2 separate regions of the Anser cygnoides genome follow, and region 1 is linked to region 2. The links are chromatin contacts, called in public Hi-C maps. All regions are on one chromosome and are shown on one strand. Each heading gives the region's core, a stretch centred on a gene start, on an enhancer-like site or on the middle of the called end of the contact. The rest is flanking DNA. Distances are from core to core; before and after follow the strand shown. Region 1 has its middle 27 kb from the start of FAM20A. Region 2 holds the start of PRKAR1A (protein kinase cAMP-dependent type I regulatory subunit alpha).

Region 1 (6,118 bases), core at 2,399-4,898, 58 kb before region 2:
CAATGAAAGCTTCACAATATCAGTGAGCCAAACTTCTGCGGAGGAGGGTAAAGGCTGAGAGATGCTGCGCAAAGGGCTGGTGTCCTGCAGGACGTCTCCAGACCTCATGGCTCGGCTGAGCATCGAACATCCTGTTTCCAGAGCATCCCTGGTAAAACGAAGTATAAAGAAAACAGAATGTGGATAAAATAAAACTAAATATAGATGAAATAAAGCAAAGAAAGACTGAAATGAAATGAAATAAATGAAATGAAATGAAATGAAATGAAATGAAATGAAATGAAATGAAATGAAATGAAATGAAATAATGAAATGAAATAAAATGAAATGAAATAATGAAATGAAATAAAATGAAAATGAAATGAAATGAAATAAAATGAAATGAAATGAAATAAAATAAAATAAATAAAATAAAATAAAATAAAATAATAAAATAAAATAAAATAAAATAAAATAAAATGAATAATAAAATTAAATTAAATTAAATTAAATTAAATTAAATTAAAAGCCCCTGAAGCCCCCAGGAGGCTTTGTCCCAGTGAGCACAGCCCCCTCCCGTGCAGCACAGCTGCCCGCAGCTGGCCGCCCCGCGCAGGGCCAGATGTTCCTGCAGCACGAGGAATGAGGCAAGGCAGATGCTGGCAGCCCCCACATCGCAGAGGCCAAGCCGCTTTTTCCATTCACCGGAGACAAAAGAGGAAACGGGGCTTGGATGGCTGCCCCCTGAACGGGCTGCAGCGGGTCCTCGGCTCAGCCGGCCTGGGGTGCACTCCCCAGCGAGTGCCAGGATGTCCAAACCAGCACCGCTGAGAGCATTTCATTTTTAAGGCATGAATTAGCGTGCACGTGAAAGCCGAGAAGGCCAGTCCTTCCCTTGCCTTGGTGCTCCTTAACTCCCCGCAGCATCCCTGCGCCCTTCCGAGGCTTCAGGCTGAAGCTGCTCTGCAGCCCTGCAGCACCAGATGGATAAAACATCAGGCAGAAGGCTATGTGTGGCTGCGACAGCAGCCAAGCCCAACAAAATATTTACTTCAAAGCAGGCAGAGGGATAGCTTGTCCAGCTGGAAAACGCAGGAAACGTTTTTTTTAAAAAAAAAAGAGCGGAGAGGGAGAGGATTGTGTAAGGCATGATGTTTTAATTAAATCGTGCTTTAATGATAACAGGAGTTCACGAACTTGTGTTCCAGGCAGAATGGAAGTGTCTGTCTGCCCGTGTGCCTCTCCGTGTCCTGACACAGAAATGGGGCAGTGGTCTGTGGATGGGCGAGGAGGGGATGGGGCTGGGCAGGAGCTGAGCACCTGGGGGTCTGCGGTCACGGGGACTGGATACGTCCCTCCCGCAGGCCCTTCTGCTTTTCCAAATTAATTTTGGCTATTTGAAATTATCAGAAGTCATCTAGACCTGCAAGTATTTTGTCTGTGGGCAAGCCCGGGATCGGGTGAGGACTGTCAGATGGATTTCAGTGGGAGCTGGAGGCACAGACGCCAAAGGCAAAGACTTCCCATGGGCTAGGGGCATGCAGGAATAGCTCCTTCCTCTCGGTTCTTCACCCAGGAAGGGAGGATGGTGCCATAAGGATGGAGTTATAAGGGTCTTTTTTAAGTTTCTTCAGCTATTTAAGTAAGTCCTGTGTCCACAGATGGGCTGAGAGGCAAGGTCTGCACTGGGCTGTTGGAAATTGCCCCTATGTTACCAGTCCCAACATCCATTTATTTAAATGGTTATTTATTTAAATCTATTTTTTAACCTCAAAGCAAGGGCTGTGGGACATGAGGAGGACTCGAGGCAGAGCTCTGCTGGGTTTGACCTCACCTGAGGCGGCTGAGGACATCCACTTGCTGGCGCTGGCTGCTGGCAGGGGCCACAGCTCCTTCCACCCACGCGCCTCGCTTTTCTTTGGCCTCATTGTGAGAAATTCATTTCATGTTCTAAATGCAAATCCTCTGAAGGGCTTTCAGGATGCTAAGTAGGAATTCAGAAAGAAGAACACAAAGAAGCAAGAATTTTTTTTCTAATTTTTTTTTTATGCTTTAATCTGAAAAATAACTGGCCTTGAAACCACCGCATTCTTCTCCTCTCAGGGTAGGACAGAAGACTCTCGGCAGCATTCTGCAGCACAGCCATGCTACCCCTAGCTGAGGAACCCATCTCACCCCTCTGCATCTCACACCAGGATTTGTATTTGCTGGTCATAAGAGACCGAAAAGCAAGAAATGGGCTCCCACGAGTGAATGGTTGCACCCAGCAGGGCGGCCTGCAGCTTCTTCCCGAAGGAAGAAGCTCCTCAAATTCCTCCCTAAATTGAACCTGAAAGTAAATTAATTGTAGGTGTGGAGCCGGGAGCTGGACTCAATGATCCTTGTGCCCCCCCCCCCCCCTCTTCTTGGGATGTTCCATGGTTTTATGACTCTGTGATCCTCCGAGGCCACAATCTGACATCTGGCACCCACAGCACAGCCGCACGCTGTGCTGGGGTGTTCCTGGAAGATTTTGGAAGACGAGCTGGAGCAGTTACAGGGCACACAGCTGGGGACCCCGAGTGGGAAGGACAGGGGACAACGGCTCCGCGTCACCCCCTTGTGCCATCCATGAGGGTGTCCTGCTCTGACCCCTCCGGTCTGAGGCTGGAGGGCAGGACATGAAGTTACCTGCAGCCCCAAGGGTGCTGAGAAAGCTAGACATTTAGCTGGCACTAAAAAGGTGCCTGGCCAAAATAATTCAAGGCAAAGGCACCCAGGGGAGCTGCTAAAGCTCCTCTGGCCAGGGCACCCCTGAGCCTAGGTGCCGGGGAGCAGCCGGTGCCTGCCCTGTCCTTGCGCTCCTGCCCTCAGAGGACCCAACGAGGGGCAGAGGGATGTCCCTGGTCTCTTGGGACCCCTTTAAGCTGCTGTCGACGGAGTGTTTCATTACTTTTTAACGTGAAAACACAAGAAGGGAAAATCAGGAAAGGATGAATTTCTGGGAAGAAATCGCCCTTTTTTGGTTACAAACTGGGCTTGGGCTAAGCGGCACAGTATACGGTGTGCCAATGCTATCAATGCCTTCCAAAATCATCCATCCGAGTGAAACATGGTCAATAATTTACTAGAAATGCAATGTTTGCAGCAGAAGCTCTGCAGCCAGTGTTTGGCTGAAAACAAATCTTTCTTCTGGTCTCCAAATGACTGAGCTCCTGATCGTACCTCCGCTGTTCTGCCTTTCCTGGAAAGGGAACGGTGCCAATGGTCAGACAAAAACAGTGCCTTGCCATTCCCAGCTGCATCTCCTCAGCTGCAGGTGCCTAAAAAGTGCTCCCATAAGCGAAGACGAGCACAGCATAGGGAAAAGATGTTTGGTCCGGCCTGGGAGTGAGCGGACGCAGAGGTGGGAGGCTCCGAGGCCAGGCGCTGTCCTCGCTCAGCCCCGACACCCCTGGTCCTGCACCGTGTGGTTTATTAACGGGGGCTGGTAAAAGCCGAAGGGGCACAATGCCAGGTGGGCTGTGGGAGCAGGGAACGAGGGCAGCAGATGAGAGGAGCAGGAGCAGGGGTCAGCAGAGGCTCTGCTCACGGGGGAAAGGCTGCTGGGACCCCCGGCAGTGGATGTCCGGACAGCTGCGTGCTTGCAGCGGGGCGAAATGCGCTCAGTTTTTCACTTCCCTCAAAACAAAATAGGTTTTGTTCTTTTTTTTTTTTTTTTTTTCCATGTAGAAGAATTTTGCACAATGGGCTTCCGAGAAACGAGATGCGGGCCTTTCCTTTCCTTTCCTGGAACTGCCCCCGTGAATCCCTCGGCTGCGCCCCGGGGGTGCCGCGGCCCCGGGCCGCCCCCAGCACCTCCGTTCGCGCTGTGCCACCTCCCGGGGACGCGGCGGCGGTGCAGGGCTGCGGAGCCGTCCCGAGCCCCTTCGGAGCTCATCCCCGCCGCCCCGGCCCCGCTCCCAGCCCGCCCCGTGTCCCCTGGAGCCCCGAGCCCCCGTGGCCGAGCCCACGGGCAGGGGCGAGGCGCTCCAGCGGCGGCGGGGGGACGGAGCCTGGGGAGCGGCGCTGGGTTACACGCGCGCCGTGCGCACGGCAAGAGAGATGATTTGGGGTAAGGTCTGGGACTTGGGGCGGGAAAAAGGGGCTGTTCTGCCATCTTCTGGCAAGAAATGTCCCTCCGTGTGCGTGCGGCGCCGCTGAACGCGGAGTGCCGGCGGCTGCTCGCCCGCCCAGGTGTGCAGGCTGCATGCTGCGGACCCGTCTGCTTGGGCACGCAGGGTGAGTGGATCCCCTAGGGGCGGCTCTCCCTGTCCTCACCGTCAGGATGTGCTCCGGTGGCCTGCTGCAGCGTGCTGCCCCAGGGAACCTCCCCAGCCTGCTCGCTTTGGGATCGCTTTGTCACCCAGACCCTAACGGAGTGTGCCACCCGCCACAGGGCAGCTGTGTTAGGGAGGCAGCACTAATGAGAAATGAGGGCAATGAAGGACCGATTCATGCACTGTCTGAGAGAGATTTAGGAGTGGCACACAACCACCTCCTACCCTGATTTCCCAGCCAGGAGCATCTCCCAGGATGCCAGCGATACCCTCGCCTTGTGGGTGCGAGCATCAGCACGGGGGGAGCGCTCAGCTCCACAGGCTGCAGGGGCAGGAGGAGAGGTGAAAAGGGTTGCAAGGACTGGGCTGCGTCTGAGGACAACCCGGCGGTAACGCTGCATCCCTTAGCTGAAGCGCTGGAGGTGGCACCGCTGCCTCTCCTAGGAGCGAGCAGTCCGGGCTGCGCTGCTCTGCGCTGCGCTGCTCTGCTCCCCACCAGTGCCTTTTGGTGGATGCGAGGCCCTGCGGGTGGGAAGGGGGAGCTCCAAGTGCTGGACCAGAGAAGCTGTGGACATGGCTGGTGCCCCCAGAGCTTCAGCAGCCACCGCCAGCAGGGATGTTCACTTCTTCCGCACGGCAAACCTCCCCCAGGGGTTTTGTTTGCTCAGTACGTGCCCAGACCTCGCCAGCAGTGCCAGCCCTGATGGGGAGGGGGGGGTGCAGATGGAGCCTGAGACCCCCCCCTGCCAGCAGAGGGAATGAGGAGGGCTCTCCTGCCTCCCCTTTGAGCCCTGCCAGCTGCTGCGATGCCAGGGGCCATGGTGGTCCTGAGGGTCCAATATTTGCAGCCAGAGGGACACACCTAGGGGACAAAGGTGCTTCTGTCATTTTCCTTAAATCCCACCCTCCCAAATGCATGCCCACACCCTCACTGCTTTGCCAGTGGCTGAAGCAAAAAAAAAAAAAAAAAAAAAAAAAAGTGTTTATCCAAAGGAAACAACCCAGGGAAGTGCCTTTTCCCATGCCCGGTGGCGCGGGGCAGGAGCGCAGGGGCTGTGGTGGCCCCAGCCGCCTGAGCCTCGCTCCTCGCTGCTGTTCTCATTTATAAATAGAAAGGGAGTTGGTTATTATTAGAGCTCGTTGAGTGGGTCTGGAGAGGACTGCAGCAAACCCTTCCAAAGGAGCTGCTTTCCAGGCCAGCAGAGCTCCTGGGGTCACGGTGCCTGGAGGAGGAGGTGGAGGAGCACCGCGGGACACGCGCACGGCGTGGGGCTGGGGCGGGCGCACGGGGCTCCACCACGCACCAGCTGTGGTGCTCTCGGCATGGCTGGGGCCGGTGTGGTGCCACACGAAGGATGCTCTGTCCCCACCCTGCTGCATGAAGAAGTTCTCATTCCTACAACGGGACAGGACAGCAGCAGAGAAGCTCGGGCCATTTACTCCAGCGCCTTCCCCAGGGTCCCAGAGGAGAGCTCCCGCACCATCACACCGCCCCGACGTGCTCCAAGTCCCACCACTTTCCCACCCCAGGTGAGTGGCACAAGGAGACCTTCTCATCGCATCTTCCCGCTGCCCCACCACCTCTGTGGGACCAGGGGCAGGTGCAGGAAGAGGAGAACGCACACCGCGAACACCCAGAAGGCGGCTGGCTTTTTTGGGCTGCAGCAGAACCCGCGCCAGGTACGTTGGGGTGGCTTTTGTATGTCCCCCAAATGTCATCCTCAGGCACTGCCCCGGCCACACTCGCAGAGAGCAGGGAGCTCAGGATGTGCCTGGGGGCTCGCAGCCAGGAGATATTTCTGGCCATTTGTCCTTAAGTCCTGGGGGATGAAATTTTTCAA
Region 2 (5,880 bases), core at 1,059-3,558:
TCTCACCGCACTTATTTTTACCTTCTCCAATCTTTCAAAGTATTCCCTGAGGAATCCCATGGGCCGTTCAGGTCTCACGGTGCATAACTGCACAATGCAATCCTTTAGGAGTTGCTGGATGTTGTGTTTTTGGACGTAAAGTTCACATTCCCGAAGGCTACGCTCCTCTTCACTGCTGCTGCTGCTAGAAGCTGCCATTGCTGAAAGTAAGAGAAAGAGAAGGTTAAATAATTAGTGGAAGCAAGGATGCTGCTGCCCAATAGTCAGGCATGTTGTGCTGCCTGAAAGAAAATGATGCTGCATTATCATCTTCCTGATATCAGAGTATAAAGCCACCTTTATCTGTATGACAAAGTTAAACTGTGAGAGAAAAAGTTATGAACTTATTTAGCACCTGGGAAGAAATAAAAATAATCTGGATGCTCTGTAGACACAGGCAGAAAAGGAAGAACATCTGCTTGAGCTGGAAAAGCTTCAACAACCCAAGCCCTCTGAGCACTTAGTCAGGAAAGGTTTCCATCTTAACTTTCTGCTGATTAAATCTAAGATTTTGCAGGATTGGAGGCTCACTTAGAGGCAGCGTTGCGTGGCCTGTGTGGGGTGGTTTAACCCAGCAGCCAGCTAAGCACCACAGAGCCCTTCACTCACTCTCCACCCCTCCACTGGGACAGGGGAGAGAACCAAAGAGAAAATAAGAACAAATAAAACAAGTGATGCACAAGGCAACTGCTCACCAGCAGCCGACCGGTGCCCAGCCTGTCCCCGAGCAGCAGCCCCCGGCCAACTGCCCCCGTTTTATCCCTGAGCATGACGCCACGAGGCCCGGGACATCCGGACAGTCTGGGCCAGCTGTCCTGGCTGCGTCCCCTCCCAGCTCATCCTGCAACCCCCGGCCTCCTGGCTGGCAGGGCAGCACAGGAAGCTGAAACACCCTTGGCTTCGTAGAAGCACTGCCCAGCTAAAGCGGCCGCATGTTATCACCATCACTTTCCTCCTAATTCCAAAACACAGCACCGTAGCTGCTACTATGAAGATTAACTCTGTCCCAGCTGAAAGCAGGACACGGGGTCAAGGGGATTACGCTCAGGAGATAGGTGGGTGGAAGCTGGGAATCTGAGAGGCAAGCATTAGAGGCATTAGGAAGTGAAACGTGGAACACGGTAAGGTCAAATCAGAGCAAGTTCACCAAGCACCAAGGCAGTTCGTTAATGAAAGTTATGGAATTAGAAGTGTTCCTCCTAAAAAGCTGCTCTCCGGGTTGAATTGCTCCACACTTCATAAACATTTCACTGCAAACCCCAAAACGTTTCTTCAGCTGTAAGTTATCAGGAGCACACCTTTAGACCTACCCATTATGATACCAGGTTTTCAGGTGACTTTAAAATTACGGTGTCAGCTGTAGCACTTTCATGAAAGCGTTCTTAAACAGCATAGCTTTTTTTCCTTTCCAGTTACAATTTTTAATATATTCGTATGTACGTACATTTATAAAATACATTCACCTCAGGCCGTTTTTTCATAAAGCACTAGATGAAGAATTAGGAAGCCATTTCTCAGGGCATTTTTGATGAAAGATAAAGACAGTTACCTGCTACGGGGACAGCTGCAGCGGCTCAGGAACACACGACACGAACACGTTGATCCCAGGATCTGCTTCTGAAAGGGAAAAAATGGAGTCAGGAGAGAGCCTTCGGGGAGCTGACAGGCCCCTGAAGCAGCTAAGGAGGGCCCCGCACAGCTCCAGCGCCTGTGAAGGGCGAAGGGCGGCGCTAATTAACGCGGGTCAGCCCTAATTACCGGGGGTCGGCGCTAATTAGCGACGATCCGCGCCAATTCACGAGGGCCGGCCCTGCTTAACGAAGCCGCGCGCGCGCTACTTAACGAAGCTCGGCGCTAATTAAGGCACCTCCGCGCCAGCGAAGGCATTAAGATAACGATAAATAGATGAATAAATATGTAAATAACGACCCCGGGCCCTCACCCCGCCCCCCCCCAGCGCCCGCCCCCCCCCAGCGCCCGCGGCCCCGCAGCGCAGGGGCTCCCCCCCGCTCCGCTGCCGGCCCGGGGCCGCTCCCGGCGGCAGGGCCGGGCCCCGAGGCCTCGCACCGGCCTCGTAATGCCCTCACGGCTCCCGCCGAGCCCTCCCCGGGCCGGGCCCCGGCGCCCACCTGCGCGGGGCGGCTCCGCCGGGCCCTCAGCGCCCCCCGGCCCCGGCCCCGGCCCGGCCTCGGCCTCAGCGACGGCTCCCAACGGAAACGGAGCGCGCCGGCCAACCGCCGCCCGCCGTGACGTCAATGCGCCTCGCTCTTCGCCCTGAGCGCGGTCGCCATGGTAACCTTAAAGGGGCCGGGCTAACAGCGAGGTTTGCGTACGGGAAGGTTCGCGGAGGGGGTGAGTGCCCCTTTAAGGGAAGCCCCGGGATGGGCTGCTGAGGGGAGCGGGCGCCGCCTGGTGGGGCCCGCGGGGTGCTGAGGGAGGGCTGCGGGCAGAGCCGGCCGCCATTACCTCGCAGGGGGGGGTTGTGTGACAGAAAAATTTGTTTTCTGGTATTTCGTGCGTGTTTTGAGGCTAGGAGACGCTTGTGACAGACCACAAGCAGCCGCCGAGTTCACGCTCCTTCACTCTTTGAAGGCTTCTGTGGGTTAGGGGTTAATCAGAAGCCATGGTGCAGGAGTTTCTGACACTAAGCCAAAAGCATGAGGTTTTACAAAAAAAATCAAGCCCATCTCAATGTGAATTGTAAGGAATCCTTAATATCGGTCACACAGAGTACAGTACATTATAAATAGATAACAAACTACATTCTCAGCTGATAACACTTTGTAACAAAACCAACAGATTTTTCTGAACACTGAAAAAAGTTCCGTGCAGTCTCCCCTACACACTTCTTTATTTTTTTTTTCCTTTTTATCTTCACTTTTTGCAGGCCGCCTGTCACTGTCACATCTCACTCCTCCCTGTTTGGACGAGTCCTGGTGTTTTGGAAGGGATCCCATCCGGAACAAGGCTCAGCCCCATGCGTAAGACCTGTTCCGCAACATTCTCTTTATGGAGAAAAACAAGCGTACTGTTGTGCAGCATGCTCCTGATGCAATCCTTCCCTCAGCTCTGGAGCCAGAGTTCAGATGGCGATGGGGTAGTTTAATAAAGGGAACAGAGCTGGCTTTCAAAAGCAGCCTTTGTGATGCCAACCTGAGGTTCCTCGTGTTAACCATGTACAATTCCTTCACTGTGAGTCAGCAGTGACTTATCTTTGAAAGCTAAATCCTGCTTCTCATAAGCATATGTTTGTACATATTCATGCGTTAATTCTTGCGCTGTTAAAGAGGTAAGAGAAAATAAAAGAAAACAAAACCCCATTTCATTTGGTCTGGTCTGAATTACAGTCAAACTCCGGCCTTAACTGTCTAATTAAATAATAAACATTCCTGAGTAAATAACTTGCATTACCATCAGCACTGTTCCCACAACTTTCATTTCAAACAATTTCATGCGTTAGAGTTTCTCATGAAGCAATCTGTTGCCCGAGGCTGTGGCTGCTGAAGCATGGAGGAGAGCTGCCCGGCCTGCCAGCAGAACATACCCCCGCAAGCCTAAGAGAGAGCGGGGCCAGCGAGCCACCATGAGGAGGGGTAAGGTGGGGACTGTGCTTTCACAGAACCATACTAGCTCCTCCTGGTTACATTTATTAAGAACTCCATAGAATCATTTTTCTGCTTCAGCTTCATCTAACCTGTAACAGAAGCTGTCCTCAAGCACCACTTTATAATGTCCTTTTCAGAAAGGTATACAAGTCAGTCCTTGCTCCAACCCCAATGGCAAGCATCATGGGTTAAGCATGGCAGTGATTTCAGTGATGGTAACCATCACACGCTCTTAGTGGTGAGCCGTTCATTTTCCTACACTGGTAAATACCAGCGGAGTCTGAGAATGGGCAAGGAGAGATGACTCCCCAGGCCCAGGCAGGGGCTGTGAATCATCGTGTGCCGCAGCGTGGACTTGCGGAGAGCTGCAGACAGGCCTTCCTGGATTTTAGCAGCCTGATTGCTGTCATTTTTAAACCAAGAAACACTGCCTGAAGTATAATATTTCTAGGCTGATTCTGGAATAAACTGGCAAAGGCAAGTATCACAGGTCAAATTCATCCTTGGTCAGCACCCACAGGAGTCAGTAGTTATGTCAAGCCTAGAACTGGTTTCAAACAACAGTTGCTATTTCTTCGTGATCCAGGAGTTAAAAGGACAGACACTGTGGATGTGTGGGAATCCATGGCCCAGAATGTCCAAAGGTATTTAAGTCCCTGTAAGTTAAGAGGAGTTGGTTACCTGGAGCGGTATGTCCACTCATTTTTATACAGTATTGTGTGTTAGGTTTATGTCGTTAGCCACTTCTGCTTCAGCTTCACAAGGAGGGATTCAACAGCACTATTTTCATTATTAAAACCAGCAGCCCTCTTCAAGATCATCACGATTCTTTTCACCAGCTGAGTGATAATGCCACCTCATCATTCTTAGGCATTTCGCTCACCTCCATTCTGCATTAAGTCATGTAGGAGACATATTCCTGGTCCCATAAAAGACCAATGAATTTGTCTGTTAAAAGCATCTGAAATATCCCACGAGGGAAGATTTGTTTGCTTTTTAACAAAGCTTCCCAGAAGTTCTTACAAAGACTAAATTTATTACTATAATTTTTATGGTGCCATTTATCAACGTGGTGTTCAACAGTAATAGAAGCTGAGAATGGTCACTGGGAAGGGAAAAATCAAGGCTTTGTACTCTGTTTACCACCATGCAATCATACAAATCCCAGAGAGATACTGACCGACTCGGAATTATCCTACAAGCATAAAGCGTTGCGGCGTTCACCAAGGAGGCCGACGAGAGCAGGCTGGCACAGCAGGTTAGCCAAGGGGACGGAGGTCCAGGCCAAGGCAGCTGGGAGAGAAGGCTGCACATGGACCAGTGACGATGGCGTGGGGCACAAGGAGCAGTGTTAACGGGACACGAAGAACAGCTTGAAGTGGCTGAGGAGTCACTGGATCCATCTGAAAGGAAAAAAATAAAAATAAAAATCCATCACTAGGCCAGAAGAAATACCTCCATGAACAATCGCGCTCTGCCAGCAGGGCAGTGACTGGGGAGGTCAGGAAAGAGAAGGCTGTATGAGCCACAATGAGAAATAAAAGCACAGAAATCGTCTACCCCTGCTGTGTGCGCGGAAGAAAAAAAGGTTCCCGGTAGGTTCTTCAGTGGCAGCGGAATTAAGAAGGCCTGCGGGTATCTGGAATGACGCACGGTAGTTATAACAGCAGGGATTTCTACCGAGGATACCATCCCAACTTAATATCATTATCTGCCCATGAGGTGCCACCGTCTCAACAAGCCCCTGGGACTGAAAGCAAATGAATCGAACAGCGCTCAGATTGAGGCAGCCTGTGTCTGTTCCCCCTTGCCTCCCACCCCCCCGTTGGCCGTGTTAAATGTAAATGATGTCAATGAATCATCCTGAATGTACAAGCAGAACCCAAAGAGGCACAGCCCAACATGCACGCTGCTGTGCGCTGCCTTGGGGTTGGGGGGAACGGGGAATTAAAGAGCTTTAGTGATACTGGAAGGTTTCGTCTACCAGCAGAAACTGACGGCAGTCCCAACAGCCTCAAATTCACATCCAGCAGCAATCACAGCCAGAGGACGAAAAACCTGTGAGCTCACTGCGGACCCTGGCAGTGCCAGAGGTAGAGTTCACGCTGTGTACTTTGGATATATCTTCTTGTAATTTGGTTTAAGCTTTAACAAGCGTAGCAAGTAACTGTCTCTTGCTGCACACCGTGTCCCACTGAGCCGATACAGTGTGATTCCTAGAAAGATCCATAGATCT

Evidence for each region. Hi-C and Micro-C count contacts between places; a contact is called where the count stands out from the background.
Region 1: a Hi-C map of liver shows a contact between it and region 2, with 2.0 times the contacts expected there. The contact joins the enhancer-like site here to the promoter of PRKAR1A in region 2. A contact is called at or near these places in 3 of 7 Hi-C or Micro-C datasets (fetal liver and liver).

What each region holds. Positions count from the first base shown.
Region 1 is chr19:10,346,196-10,352,313 of Taihu_goose_T2T_genome, reverse strand. No RefSeq gene overlaps it. Among named protein-coding and RNA genes, the nearest start is that of FAM20A, 27 kb to the right of the region's middle. Within about 2 kb of position 3,648, at least 1 of the 3 cell types and tissues checked has open chromatin away from gene starts, as enhancers often do. A contact at or near this core is called in liver, where this site is marked.
Region 2 is chr19:10,286,783-10,292,662 of Taihu_goose_T2T_genome, reverse strand. It overlaps PRKAR1A (protein kinase cAMP-dependent type I regulatory subunit alpha), which reads right to left and starts at 2,308. Exons shown (of 12, transcript XM_048064507.2): 1 at 2,169-2,308; 2 at 1,589-1,656; 3 at 22-200. The coding sequence starts at 198.